Regions from separate parts of the Mus musculus genome. Here region 2 is linked to region 1. A link is a contact called in public HiChIP or PLAC-seq data. All regions are on one chromosome and are shown on one strand. Each heading gives the region's core, a stretch centred on a gene start, on an enhancer-like site or on the middle of the called end of the contact. The rest is flanking DNA. Distances are from core to core; before and after follow the strand shown.

What was found. HiChIP or PLAC-seq counts read pairs in DNA pulled down with a chosen protein or histone mark.
Region 2: a contact with region 1 is called in an HNF4G HiChIP or PLAC-seq map of pancreatic cancer cells. The contact joins the promoter of Lrig2 here to the promoter of Dennd2c in region 1. A contact is called at or near these places in 1 of 484 Hi-C or Micro-C datasets (CD4 T cells), 1 of 115 datasets of contacts at active chromatin or transcription factors (pancreatic cancer cells) and 1 of 9 other capture datasets (adipose tissue).

The regions. Positions count from the first base shown.
Region 1 is chr3:103,099,548-103,106,219 of GRCm38.p6, forward strand. It overlaps Dennd2c (DENN/MADD domain containing 2C), which reads left to right and starts at 3,112. Exons shown (of 19, transcript NM_001384113.1): 1 at 3,112-3,191. Ampd1 (adenosine monophosphate deaminase 1) reads left to right here. Exons shown (of 16, transcript NM_001033303.2): 16 at 1-173. The coding sequence ends at 151.
Region 2 is chr3:104,508,333-104,515,004 of GRCm38.p6, forward strand. It overlaps Lrig2 (leucine-rich repeats and immunoglobulin-like domains 2), which reads right to left and starts at 3,586. Exons shown (of 18, transcript NM_001025067.2): 1 at 3,124-3,586. The coding sequence starts at 3,359.

The sequences.
Region 1 (6,672 bases), core at 1,862-4,361:
AAAGTTTCTGGGCAACAATTACCTTGAGGAAGGCCCTGTTGGAAATGACATCCGGAGGACAAATGTCGCTCAGATTCGCATGGCCTATCGTTATGAAACTTGGTGTTATGAACTCAATTTAATTGCTGAGGGTCTTAAAGCAACAGAATGAATAAAGTAAATAGACTAAATAACACCGCGAGTGGGTTTTTCATTGAAAATTTGAATCCTATACTACTTGTTATTGAGGCCCTATTCTTATTTATTTATTTATTTTCTTAAAACTTATTTTATGTATGAGTGCTCTACCTGCATGCACACCTGCTCACCAGAAGAGGGCATCAGATCATATTATAGGTGGTTGTGATGGCTCACACCATTGCTGAGAATTGAATTCAGTACCCGGGAAGAGCACACAGTACTCTTAACCTCTGAGCCATCTCTCCGGCCCGAGACCCTACTCTTAAAATAAGCCAAGTACTGTATTAAGCCTTCCATTGATACTCTTTTACTCGGTTCCTGTCACACCTTTGTACAGTAGATATAATTTCTATTTTGGGGATAATGAGCCAATGTAAGGTAGATGATGCCCTCAGGACACTCTTCATGTAGGGCAGCTGCGGGAACAAAGTTTGTGTGACTCCAGAGTCTGCACAACCTTCAGGCAGGACAGTTATCAGAAGAAGCCAAGGACATAAGCCACTGGCTTAATGCTAAGAAGATGGGCTTTGGGACTCAGAGACTAGAAGAGAGTTAAAGCACCTGGAACCATTTAAAAGTTTTTTGACAAAGCATAAGTCAACCATGGCTTTCTTAGGTAAGGCCAGACCAGTTATATGAAAGCTTAGAAAATAAGCACTTAGCCGGGCGTAGTGGCGCACGCCTTTAATCTCAGCACTCGGGAGGTAGAGGCAGGCAGATTTCTGAGTTCGAGGCCAGCCTGGTCTACAGAGTGAGTTTCAGGACAGCCAGGACTATACAGAGAAACCCTGTTGGACCACCCCCCCCCCAAAAAAAAAAGAAAAGAAATAAAGAAAGAAAATGAGCACTTGTGAGCAGTACTGAGGGAAGAGCTATCCTAGTGGGGGAGTCTTAGCTTGCTGAAGCAGGAGACCTCTGAAACGTGTTAGAAATATCCCTACTAGGTACAGTGGTGCATGTCTTCAGTCCCACACTCTGGAGGCAGAGGCTCTGAGCTTAAATAAGCCTGTTTTACATAGTGAGTTCCAGGACAGACAAAGCTACATAGTGAGGCCCCATCTATAGATAGATAGACAGACAGACAGGAAGACAGACGAGAGAGGGGAAAGAAGGAAAGAGGGAGAGGGGGAGGGGGAGGGGAGGGAGAGTACTTCCTGTTAGGAGATGCTCCAGCTATCCAGATTATATTTGCTCACACACAACTGTGTTGCCATCTAGTGGTTGGGTTGATAATTCACTGTTTATTAAAAAGGGGGTTATGGACTAAACATAAAGATTTTTTTTTTTTTTGGACACCAAAAGTATAAGAAAGATTTCATTCTACTTTCAAGTTTTTCACCCCTGAGGTTGTGAGATGTGTGGAGAGCACATCCCTCAAGACTTATCACAATGAAATTCGAGCAAATTCCTGAGTGTTTTCACTTTCTGCACAGGTAGCCGTGAGCTTAGGTGTGCCCCTTGGGACGTGCTCATACTAGCTGTGGGGTAAGACTCCTCTTCCCCATTCTTGAAGTTCAAATTGCTTTTCGGGGAATATTTATCAAGGACCTGATTTTATTTCATGTTGGCTTCCTAGTCACTAAAATAATACAAATTACTATGTATTATCTTCAGACTTAAAGGACACCTCTCACCATTAGGTGTAGCTCCATCCTACCCATGAGAGGGCAGTAGAACACATGCATGTTAATTAACGTTCATCTTGGAATTCAAATCTTCATCCTGCTAAAGAATCTTCGTGGATGCAAACTTCAAAATGTAAATCTTAAAAACGCTGTTTTAGTCCCGAATTTCACCTTGTACAACTATCTGTGATACTTTCCAAACAGACTAGATTAAATGCCACTTGTGTTGGCTCAGGACTATGCTTGCACCCCAGAAGCAGGGGTAGGAGGATAAGAAGTTTGAAAAATAATAAAGAACACACATGTCTACATTTAAAGACATACACATTAGGTAAGGGATCAATGGAGTTTGCAATGTATTCCAAACCATATTTACATTTATTTCCTCACTGGAGTATTTTAAAGGAATTGTCAATACTTCTCCCTCAGGTAGAAAGTAATCCTTTTACTGTCCCCACCTCATGTCCCCACCTCATAGCTTCACAAGGGATTGGGACTTTTTTTTTTTTTTCCAAGTCTTGGTTGAGTTGGCTGGTGACAGTCATCCGCGATGTGTAATTAAACACCTCTCTGTGGCAGTCTTCTATTTTGGTACCTCTGTGTGAACAAGCCAGGGAAGTTTGGTTACCAGACACAAGGTCGGATGGAGTGGGTGGGGTGGAGTGGGGCGGGGCGCGGTGAGGTGGGGCAGTTAGATCGTGCTGGGAAATAGGTTCCACTCATCCCAGTCTCGCAGAGTGAAACTGGGCTATTCTTGCAGCAGGCACAGAGCCATGTGCATACCTGAGCAAGATCGTGTGGTAGGGAGAATTTAAGCGTGAGTCTCAAGTGGGTGTGGCAACCCAGTCGGCACCCGGACTAGGCACCAAAGGCATCCGGCTTGTGATTCCAAACCCGGGGCCAGGTGCGTTATTGGCATCTCTTTACTAGCTGGCATTCCCGATGAATGTTTGCTCCCTGAGCTGCTTTGGGGTTTTCTTAAAGAAGTTGCTGTTTGGCTCCTCTGGTTCTACTAGGCTCTGCCTTGCTGTAAAGGTCTGTCTCGTGTAGTCGCACAGACCGTAGATCCGGAGATAGAGCTTTGGCTCCAGGCCTGGGCAGGGGCTGCACCGTGGAACCAGCGCGGTGCAGCGCACACTGGTACCCCAGCGCTGGGGGCGGAGAGACCGCCTGGCGTGGGTTCCGAGCCTTGAGGAGAGCCCTGGAAGGACAGAGCCTTACTGGGTGAGCTCGGGGGCGTGCCCAGGCAAAAGAGGGCGTGTCTTAGCCTGGAGGGCGGGGACTGCGGAACCTGTGGGGGCGGGACGAAGATGTGGGCGCTGGATCCCAGAGGCCACCGACGCGAGTCTGGGATCCCTGCGCGAGGCGGCGTCGCGGCCCAGGCAGGTAGGCGACGGGATGCAGCGAGGGAGTGGGGCCATGGGGCCTCTGCCGCTCAGCTGTTGGCGTCGCCCCATGGCGTCCCGTGTGTTCGTGGTCAGCCGAGAGCTGGGTACCTCGGGCCAGGGGAAGGCGGGTGTCAGCCTGCGAGCCGCGGGCGCGGTCGGGGGTGCAGGGCCGGGGAGCCCAGGCGCTCGCCGCCGCGAGGAAACGCGCCTATCAGGCGGTCTTGAACTTGGACGTGCCCGGACGGAGCACTTCAGACAAGCGGTAAAGCGTGTGTTCGCGCGCTTTGCTTCGGAACTACGGGGCAGGCACGATAGAGGAAGTCGTCAAGTAGTTTTTTAAGATAAAATTCCTACAGTGGGACTGGAGTAGGACTGTGGAGTAACCAGGAGAGAAGATGATGATTAGATTGTGAGTCAAAAGGCTTCGCTCTGGAGCTCAGAGCCGCAAACAAACCGTCACACCTCCGTCAGGGTTAACTCTAAGAGGTGTGTGTCCCCGGAGTGCAAAACTGGGACGCTCATGGGTTCTCATGTTCTGAGAGGAATGACAGTGTTCTACAAATGTCAGGCATTGTTGTTTGATACACACACACATGCACCCCGGAGCATGTGTAGTTTGTAAAACTACTAAGTGCCTAGTACAGTAGGCACCCTGGTAAACCTTTATCCCAAAGCTACTACTGATTCGCCTGTATTGTTAGAGAAAGTTCTAACTTCTGTTTACTATGTAAATAAGTTATCTAAGCGTCATTTCCACATAATCACCATTGTTTGAAGAGCAGAGCTATTCTTAACTGAGTCATGACATTTTCTAAAATAGCATGCTATCTGTATACCGTAGTGCAATCATTTACCATGAAGCTTGTACCAATCAGAAAATCTGTTACTTTGCCTTAGATTAGCTGAAGGTATTTCATAAAGTGAGCTGAGAGTACTGCCTCAAAACAAGACTTTTATTTTGCAAATTCAGGGGCTGCTTATAAAAAGATCTGAGTTCTCTAAAACAAAGTTAATGTGTGGCTGTGGCATTTGTACAGTTTTTATTATAGACATTTGTGTTCTCTACTTGTGTGTGTGTGTGTGTGTGTGTGTGTGTGTGTGTGTGTGTGTGTATTTTAGGGAGAGATGGGAAATTTAAAAAGGAATAGCAGTCTGTAACCATGAGGTTTCTACTAGGGATACGTAAGAGTGATCTGGAGTATTTTCAAAGACAGAAACCAGCAACTGTAGTAATTGTGTCTCAAGGCCTCTTGTTAGTCTGTTAAATGTGGCAATTGACTTTTTTTAGATGCAGAAATATCAGTGTTTTTGATTGAGAACAGTAGGCAATTTCTTTCCTTTTCTTATTTAAAATTTAAAATTAGGGCATGTTTGTCACCAACGTGCAAAGAATCCTGGGTTCAATCCCAGTACTTCATAACTGGGTATGGTGGTGGTCCCATCCCACTCAGCATAAGAGAGGTGCAAGAAGGGACTCAGAAACTCCAGGTCACTCCTTACTATGTAATGAGTTTGAGGCCAGCCTGGGATAGTGTGACTCTGTAAAAAAGCAAAACAAAACAAAGTTAAAAATTCCTCATATTACAGGGCTTGCGAGATGCTTTGGGAAATGAGGGCACTTCTTGCCAAATCTGAAGACCTGAGTTCAATCCCCAGGCCATGTAGAAGGACTTAGCCAGCTATGTAGATTGTCCTCTGACCACAAAATGTGTCCCAACACATTGCCCCTTCCCCAAAGTAATAAATGTAATAAATTTATTTATTTATTATGTGTATATGTGTGGGCACCCAAGGTGCATGTATGGAGGACAGAGGGCCATTTGTAAAACTTAATTTCTCCTTCTCTTGCATGGTGCTGGGGATTGAACTTGGGCTCAGTGGCAAGCACCCCTACCCACTGAGCTAAGTCACTAGTCCTTCCTTTCTGTCCTTGTAGGATGAGACTAGGGTTCTGTGACTACTGCTATCAGTGAACCACATCCCTGCCTCCAACTGGAAATCATATTACTAGTAAAAGATTTGTAGTGATCCTTATGTGCTAGGCAAGGATTGTAGAGCATTGTGTACCACAGTGGAGTTTAGTGGAGTGCAAGAGGGAAAACTACGAGTAAATAATCCGATCCGGTGCTGCTTTAAGAGTTTTATTTGTGGGGCTGGAGATGACCCAGTGGTTAAGAGCACTTGTTGCTCTTCCAGAGAACGTCAGTTCCCAGCACCCATGTCTGGTAGTTTACAGCTGCATGTAACTCCAGCTACATGGGATCTGACGGTCGTTTCTGCCTTCCAAGGACAACTGCATACAGGTAACATGTGCTCACATATACATACATATAAATAAAAACAAATCTCTAGCCCAGTGTAATGGTGCATGCCTTTACTCTCATCACATGGGGGAGGCAGAGACAAGTGGATCTCTGTGAGGTCAAGGCCAGCCTGGTCTACATAGTGAGAGTTTCAGGTTAGCCAAAGTAGAGTGAAACCTGTTTCAAAAAAAAAAAAATCTTATAGAAAAAGAATTTTATGGGCTGGAGAGAGCACTGCCTGCTTTTCCAGAGGGCTTGGGTTCATTTCCCAGCACCCACATGGCAGCTCACAATTGTCTGTAACTCCTGTTCCAGGGGATCCGACGCCCTCACACAGACATACGTGTAGTCAAAACACTGATGGACATAGAAATAATAAATACATAAAATTTTAAAACAAAAAGTTTTATTTAAATATTTTCAACAATTCACTTGGGTTTTTGAAACTTTTTTTTTGTTTGGGTTTATTTTTGTTTGCTTTTCAAGACAGGGTGTGTTTTGCATTTGTGTGTGTGTGTGTGTGTGTGTGTGTGTGTGTGTGTGTGTGTGTGTAGCCTTCACTGTCCTGAAATTAGCTTGGTAGACCAGGCTGTCCTGGAACTTACAGAGATCTGCCTGCCTCTGCTTTCCAAGTGAAACTTAATTTTTGAAACAGGATCTTACTATATAACCTAGGTTAGCCTTTAACTCATTATGTCGCTCAGGCTGGCCTGAAATATACAGTAATTCTGTCTAGATCCCAGTGCTAGGATTTCAATGTTTGCCACTATCTATGCTTGGCTAAAACTATTTTCAAACAAGCTTTAATCCTGTACTGAATAATGAGTTCACTGAGAATTTATAATCTGTTGATCTTACAGGGCTAATACCTTACATTCATCCTACTTACTGAACAACTATCCAAGGTGTAGCTTAGAACCTACATTGCAGACATGCACAGGAAGGATGCTCTCCTATCTAGGAGAGTATGTAGTCCTTCTACGGAGTGGGCTAAGGAAGTACTGAAAAGCTATTTTGAAAGCTGACTAACAATAAGAGTATCAACTGCTACTTGTGGGTCTTCCTCAGTGCAGGCAGTGCCCTGAATTCATTTCATGTATTAGCTTATTTAGTCCTCCTCACAAAAAGGCTCTCCTGAGGGATGCTGCCATTAGCTCCTCACTGGGAGGCATAGAG
Region 2 (6,672 bases), core at 2,336-4,835, 1.4 Mb after region 1:
CCCTTGGTTTTTTGAGACAGGGTTTCTCAGTAGAGCCCTGGCCTCAGATCCCCTAGGACTAGAGTTACAGATGGCAGTGAGCTGCCTGCGTGCTGGGAATTCAACCCTACCCTCTACAAGAGCAGCCAGTGCTTTTAACTGCTGAGCATTCTCTTCAGCTCCCTACAAAGTATTTTTAATAAAAATGGATCTGTGAAGCCGGGCGTGGTGGCACACGCCTTTAATCCCAGTACTCAGAAGGCAGAGGCAGGAGGATTTCTGAGTTCGGGGCCAGCCTGGTCTACAAAGTGAGCTCCAGGACAGCCAGGGCTATACAGAGAAACCCTGTCTCTAAATAAATAAATAAATAAATAAATAAATAAAATGGATCTGTGAGTCTTCCAAAGCACAACAGAATTCTGAAGAAGTAAACAAAATACAGATCTCCTAAATTGGCATTTGGGAAGCACTGACAACTTGGGCTGGGGACGGAGCTTAGAGGACTTGCCTAGCAGGCACAAGGCCCTAGCACTCTATAGCTATTTTGGCTAAGTGGTTTTCCATTAACACTGGATGTCAGAATAACTAGGAAGGATTTAAATATAGGTTGAATATTCCTAACCAGAAAATCCAAAATCCTCCAAAGTCCAAAACTCTTAAGCATCAACATTATGACACAAATCAAAAATTACAGACACACCAGTGTCCAGTGTCGTTCACAGAATGATCCCAGCAATAGGGAGGCAAAAATAGGAAAAGTAGAAGCTTAAGGACAGCCTGGACTACTTAGAAAGGCCTTGTCTCAAACAACAAAAAAATTGTTTCCTCTTCCATCTAGCTGTGAGCAAGCCAGTGCATGCTCCTTCTACCACAGAGTCTTCTTTTCTATAAGACTCCATCTCTTAGAGCATAAGCCAAAACTCCTCCCTTGAGTTGATATGTGTCAGATAATTGGTCACAGCAACAAGAAAAGGAACAGTGGTGGCCCATGCCTTTGACCCCAGCACTCAGGAGGCAGAGAAAGGCTGATCTCTGAGTTGGAAGCCAGTCTGATCTACAGAGTGAGTTCCAGGATAGACAGGACAATATAGAGAAACCCTATCTTGAAGAACCAAAAGAAAAAAAAAAGAGTAACTAACTAATATAAAAATTCCACACTAAGAAGTGAGGCTGTTGTTGCAATATGCTGATCATACTGTTCTGTGGCTCTTAGAACTGGTTTGCAAAAGGAAAATAGCAGAATTTTGAGTTATGGGTTAGAAAAGCCCTAGAATGTTAAGAAGTTAGTGAGCAATACATTGATGCCAAAATGCTGATAACAGTATAAGCAGTAGACTCTATGCTCATTAAGTTTCAGAGAACAAGGACTCTATAGGCAACCAAACTAGAGCCCATTCGAATGACACCCTGACAAAGAACATGGCTGCATTCTGCCTGTGATTTGGTATTTTTAGTGAAACTATATTCAAAATAATCGACTATAAGGGAATTTATTCTCCAAGGCATTTCACTTCAACTAAAAATGTCAATTTAATTTTTATTTCAATTTTCTGAATGCAAGCTGGGAATGGTGGGCAGCAGTCAGTAAGCTGAGGCAGGAGGATGGAGAGTTGCTTATCCTGAGCTACCTGGCAGTATCCCCTCTCAAAACACAAAAGGTAAAAAACAAAATAAATAAATAAATAAAATTAATAAATAAATAAATCCAAATGTCAGTTATCTTCTGGCAATTAGCATCTTTGGTAACATTACTATATACTTGCTAATGATTTTTTTCTTATTTTTTTCAGCACTAATGTTCAAACCCAACTTCATGCATACTAAACAAACACACTCAGCAAGTCTCACTGAAGGATCTTCAAAAGCAGGCCATGTTTACTTCAATTAGTTACATTAAGTCAGACTGTTTTTAAACCTATGTCAGATTCAGTCTATCATAATCAGGTAGCTGTCTCATCAATTTCTTCAAAAAAGGCACCTACTGTATAAAGAAGATGCTGTGCTTGGATTAATTCAGACTATGCTAAATGATAATACTAAAGTCTGAGTCAAACCAGAATAAGCCTCAGATATAACCACCACAAAATGACAGGAGCTGTATTACTATATTGCAATTCTATAGTAACTGTAGCAGTTACTAATTTTCTCAATGAATACAGGAATTAGCTTCTTTCCTATCTATGCTAACCTATAAATACGTTCTGCAAATGTATACTTAACCTCTGCAATACAGATGTTCTACCTGTATTCTTTTTCCATTAAGAACCTAACCAATCTTTGTATTTTAATTATATCACAAAACTATTTTTAGTGATAACTCTTTTTCAGAGGTAACTCTAGAAGTCAATTAATAAGCACGTTGATCAGTTAGTGGCAGAGACATAACTGTATGTTGGTGGCTAAGAAGTCTCATAATTGCAGCATTTAATACCTACTGTTCTATTTAATGCCTACTGACTCAGAGCAGTGAGCTCTCCAAATGCCACTAGCTAATACAAGTTTGTCAGGATTTAAAGTCAGAGCTAGAGAATCCACTCGATCACTGCACTGGATTCTCATACATAAACAAAGAGATCTGAAATGAAGGTTCTTTAACTCAAAGGAACATAGTGAAGACAAAGTATCGTGATTTGGGGAAAAAAAATCTTTCCCCTCTTTAAACTGACTACTAAAGAATAACTGCTCTTACAAAACATTAGAGATCAGCAATGATCTTCCTTAGGCATGCAGAGGTTTTCAACCCTATCAAGAACTCAAGTATCAAAACTGAAACATACAATGAGCCGATGGGAGAACTGGGGACAAAAGAGAGATCCTGTATCTTTGGGAGAGATCGTGTTTGCATCACGTGCCCAAGGACCAGTCAAGCTGGAATTTTAAAAAAAAAAAAAAAAAAAAATGATGCAGCCCAAAGAGGGCTTTGCACTTGGACCCGACCCACAGCCATCCAGAGTCTCAGCTGTGCTGCTCAGGACCCGTGAGTCCAACATTAAACATCTCCAGCCCGGAACGTCACAGACCCCAGATCTTAACCCCTATCTTCCCACGAGTACCGGGAAACCCTAACATTCAAAGTTCACAATCTCAATAAGGCAGCTCCCTTCCGAACTCGGTGGCGACCGCGCCCTGGGACCCTCTACTCACAGGCTGGAGATGTCGGAGGGCAGCGGGCCCGACAGTGCCCTCCAGCTGGGCGCGGGCAGCTTCCTGCGACTGCAGTCCAGCAGAGGAAGACGGCAGGCGCAGGGCGCCGGGCACAGGCCGGCTCGGGCAGCGGGCAGCAGCCGCAGCGCCTGCGCAAGGATGAGCAACCGTGCGAGGGGTCCCAACCCACAGCCCAGGCGCCGCTGCTCCCAGATGCCGCGGGGCGCGGCCGCCATCTTCCCCTGGCCGGGACCCGCTCGAGAACAGCAGCTAGCTCAGAGAGTCGGCTGAGGAGAGATGCCCGGAGGCTAAACCGCCACCCGGAGCCCGGGCTGTCACTTGTCCCCTCTCAGAGCGGGCGAGAGGAGGAAACGACGCTACCGCAGGGGAGGGGGCGGCGGTCGGGGGCGTAGAGCTGAAACCCTGACAGACACCGCTCGTCCGCCCCGCCCCGCGACGCAACGTACTCACGCTCAGCAGCCAGCCAATCGGAGCCCCGGGATGAGGTTGCGTCGGAAATTGGGTTCTGAGAGAGGCGAGGCCTACGATTGCCCCGCCCCCTAGGAGGCGAGCATTACAGCGGCCCTTTCTCCTTTTCCGAGCTGCTTCTGCAGTTCTGCAGCTATTCCTCCGCTTGTGGGCGCACTAGGGCCTTGAAATAGAATGGAAAAAGCGAAACCCGAAACGCCAAATCCTCACTGCGGTTGATCTGCAGTAGTAGTGAAAAAAGACCTATTCTGTAGGCTCCTGCAGAAGGGAATGGCACAAGGGCTGCATGCCAAGCAGCAGCTGCAAATAAGTGCGCGATCTAAACCTAACTTCGACCACATCAGTCTCCGGAGCCCAACCAGGGCGGCCTCTGCGGCCGAACTCCCTGCCCTGAAAAAATGTGGCAGTTGGTTCTCCCGGAGCATGGCACGCTGTCACTGTGAAAGGACTTCAAGTTCCCATTGGCAGAGGCGCTATTTAGTCAGTACACCTCCGGCTTCTACAGTAGCCTGGAGTTCAATAATTGTCTCTAAAGAAAATTCTTTCCTCGATTTGGGAAAATATTGTTTCATCTTCAGAAGAACAAGTGGGACAAATAGATAAAACGTTGGTTTGAGGATGTGGGTTTTCTGGTTTCTGTTTGAGGTTTTTGAGCAATCAACAAAGTTAAGAAGACTGGAAGGAAATTATCCTGAAGTAAAAAGACTTACTGGGAACAGCGGAATCTAGCTACCTTGTGATCTCTCCGCTGTGTGTTACCTACAAAATGAGTAAAAATGAAAATATCAGTAATGGTTCACTGACATATAGTGTCTATACTTTTCAAAGACTTTGCAAGCCAGGTGTGGACCAGCACGCCTGCAGTCTGAGCACTCCTTGGGAATTTGAGGCAGGAGAACCCAAGTCCCAGTTCAGCCTCATCTGCATAGTATGCTTTGTATGAAAGAAGAGGAGAAACGAAAAACAGGGTGGGTAAGATGCTTCATCAATAATAGCTTTGCCACCAAGTGTATCAACCTAAGTTGAATTCGCAGACCCCACATGGTAGAATGAGACAACTGACTCCTGCAAGTCCCTGTCCTCTGATCACCATATGCACCCTGTGGCACTTACACACACACACACACACACACACACACACACACACACACACACACCATTTCCATCCATGTCATGCCTTTGGGTTAAAATTACTTTTCTGACTGTCCTCGTGTGCTTGTCTACTGCAGAGGACTTTTAGAAAGGTGTCTCCTTCAGCTTCTTCTCCCTTCTTCTCCCAGTAAACATGACCATGAAAACTAACAGCAACTACTATTTATTACCATTGAAGCAAAATGTGAAGCCAGAAAAGTGATAGAGATATTGGACTTCATCAAAAATGTACACTTCGGGGACAGCAGAGATGGCTTAGCTGTTCAGTAAACACACAATGCTCCTGCAGAGGACCAGGGTTCAGTTCCCAGCACACACACACTGGACAGCATGAAGTCCAGCTTCGAGGATTCTAACGCCCTCTTCTGGCCTCCAAGGGCTTTCTGGAAGAGGAACAAGAGCTTAGCCATCTCTCCAGCCCCTGATTTTTTTTTTTCAGTGTGTGTGAGTGTTTTGCTAACATAAGTTATCTGTGTACCACATGTATGTAGTCCCTGAGGAGGCCAGAAGAAGGCAAGGGATCCTCTGAGACTAGAGTCACAGAAGGCTGTAGGTGCCAGAGATGAAACCTGGGTTTCTGCGGGGGACAGCCAGTGCTCTTAACTGCCTAGCCATCTCTCTACCCAGCCCAACTCCAATTATATTTTTACAGCATAGAGGTCTCAGTCTGTAGTCCAAGGTGGCCTTGAACTCAAGAGCATTCAGTCTCAGCCTCCTGAGTGCTTGGGTCACAAGCAAATTTATTTTAAGATTTATTTATGTATTTATTTATTTATTTTATGTATGTGAGTACATTGTTGCTGTCTTCAGACACACCAGAAGAGGGCATCCGATCCCATTACAGATGGTTGTGAGAATAGAATTACAGGCCATTTGTTGTAAGATATCCTCTGAGTGCTGGGAATTGAACCTGGATCTTCTGGAAAAGCACTCAGTGCTCTTAACTAATAAGCCATCCCTCCAACCACTGGGGTGTGTGTGTGTGTGTGTGTGTGTGTGTGTGTGTGTGTGTGTGTGTGATATTTGGTGGTGTGTGTGTATGCCATGATTTTAGCATAGAGGTCAGAGTAGACATCCTTGTCAAGTAAGTCTCTCCCTTCATCTTTTTGTGGATCCTAGGGACTGAACGCAGGTCATCAGCTTAGAACAACAAGCACCTTTATCTCATGAAAAATCTCCCTGGGCCGAGTATTGACTTTTGCATATGATTAAGAAAAGATCCAGGTATCACATGTCTTTGATCCCAGCACGAGGGAGGCAGAGGCGAGCTGATCTTGAGTTCTAGGTCAGCTTGGTCTGTGGAGTGAGTTCCAGGACAGCCAGGGCTGCACAGAGAAACCCTGACTGGAAACCCACACACAAAAAAGTAAAAAGAAAGAAAAGAAAAAGGATTCAAGTTCTTTTTTTTTCTTCCATGTGACAACCCAGAGAGCTGAGCTTCATTCAGTGAAGGTTCTGCCTTTCATTACTACTCTGAAGTTCTATGTCATAAATCAAGCATCTAATTAAACACCTGATATGTATCAAAAACCAGGTGAACTTTCCATGAAGCAGTACTGTATTTTAAATTACAGTAGCCTTCAAATATATCTCGATAGCTGGCCTAGCCAGTTCTTCTACATTTTTCACTCCAACTCTATCTTTGTTGTGCCATAGTGATTGATGTTTTTCTTAGGATTACACTAAACCTCTGAATCATCCCGACAGAACTTAACATCTTTATAGAAATAAGTCTTTCAGTCTGAAAGCATAATATACTTTTCCCTGTTCAGCTGTTTTGTTTCTTTTAAGATTTCTTCTTCTTTTATTTTATTTTATTTTTTATTTATTTATTTATTTATTTATTTATTTTTGTGAGTACACGGTCAATGTCTTCAGACACACCAGAAGAGGGCATCAGATCCCATT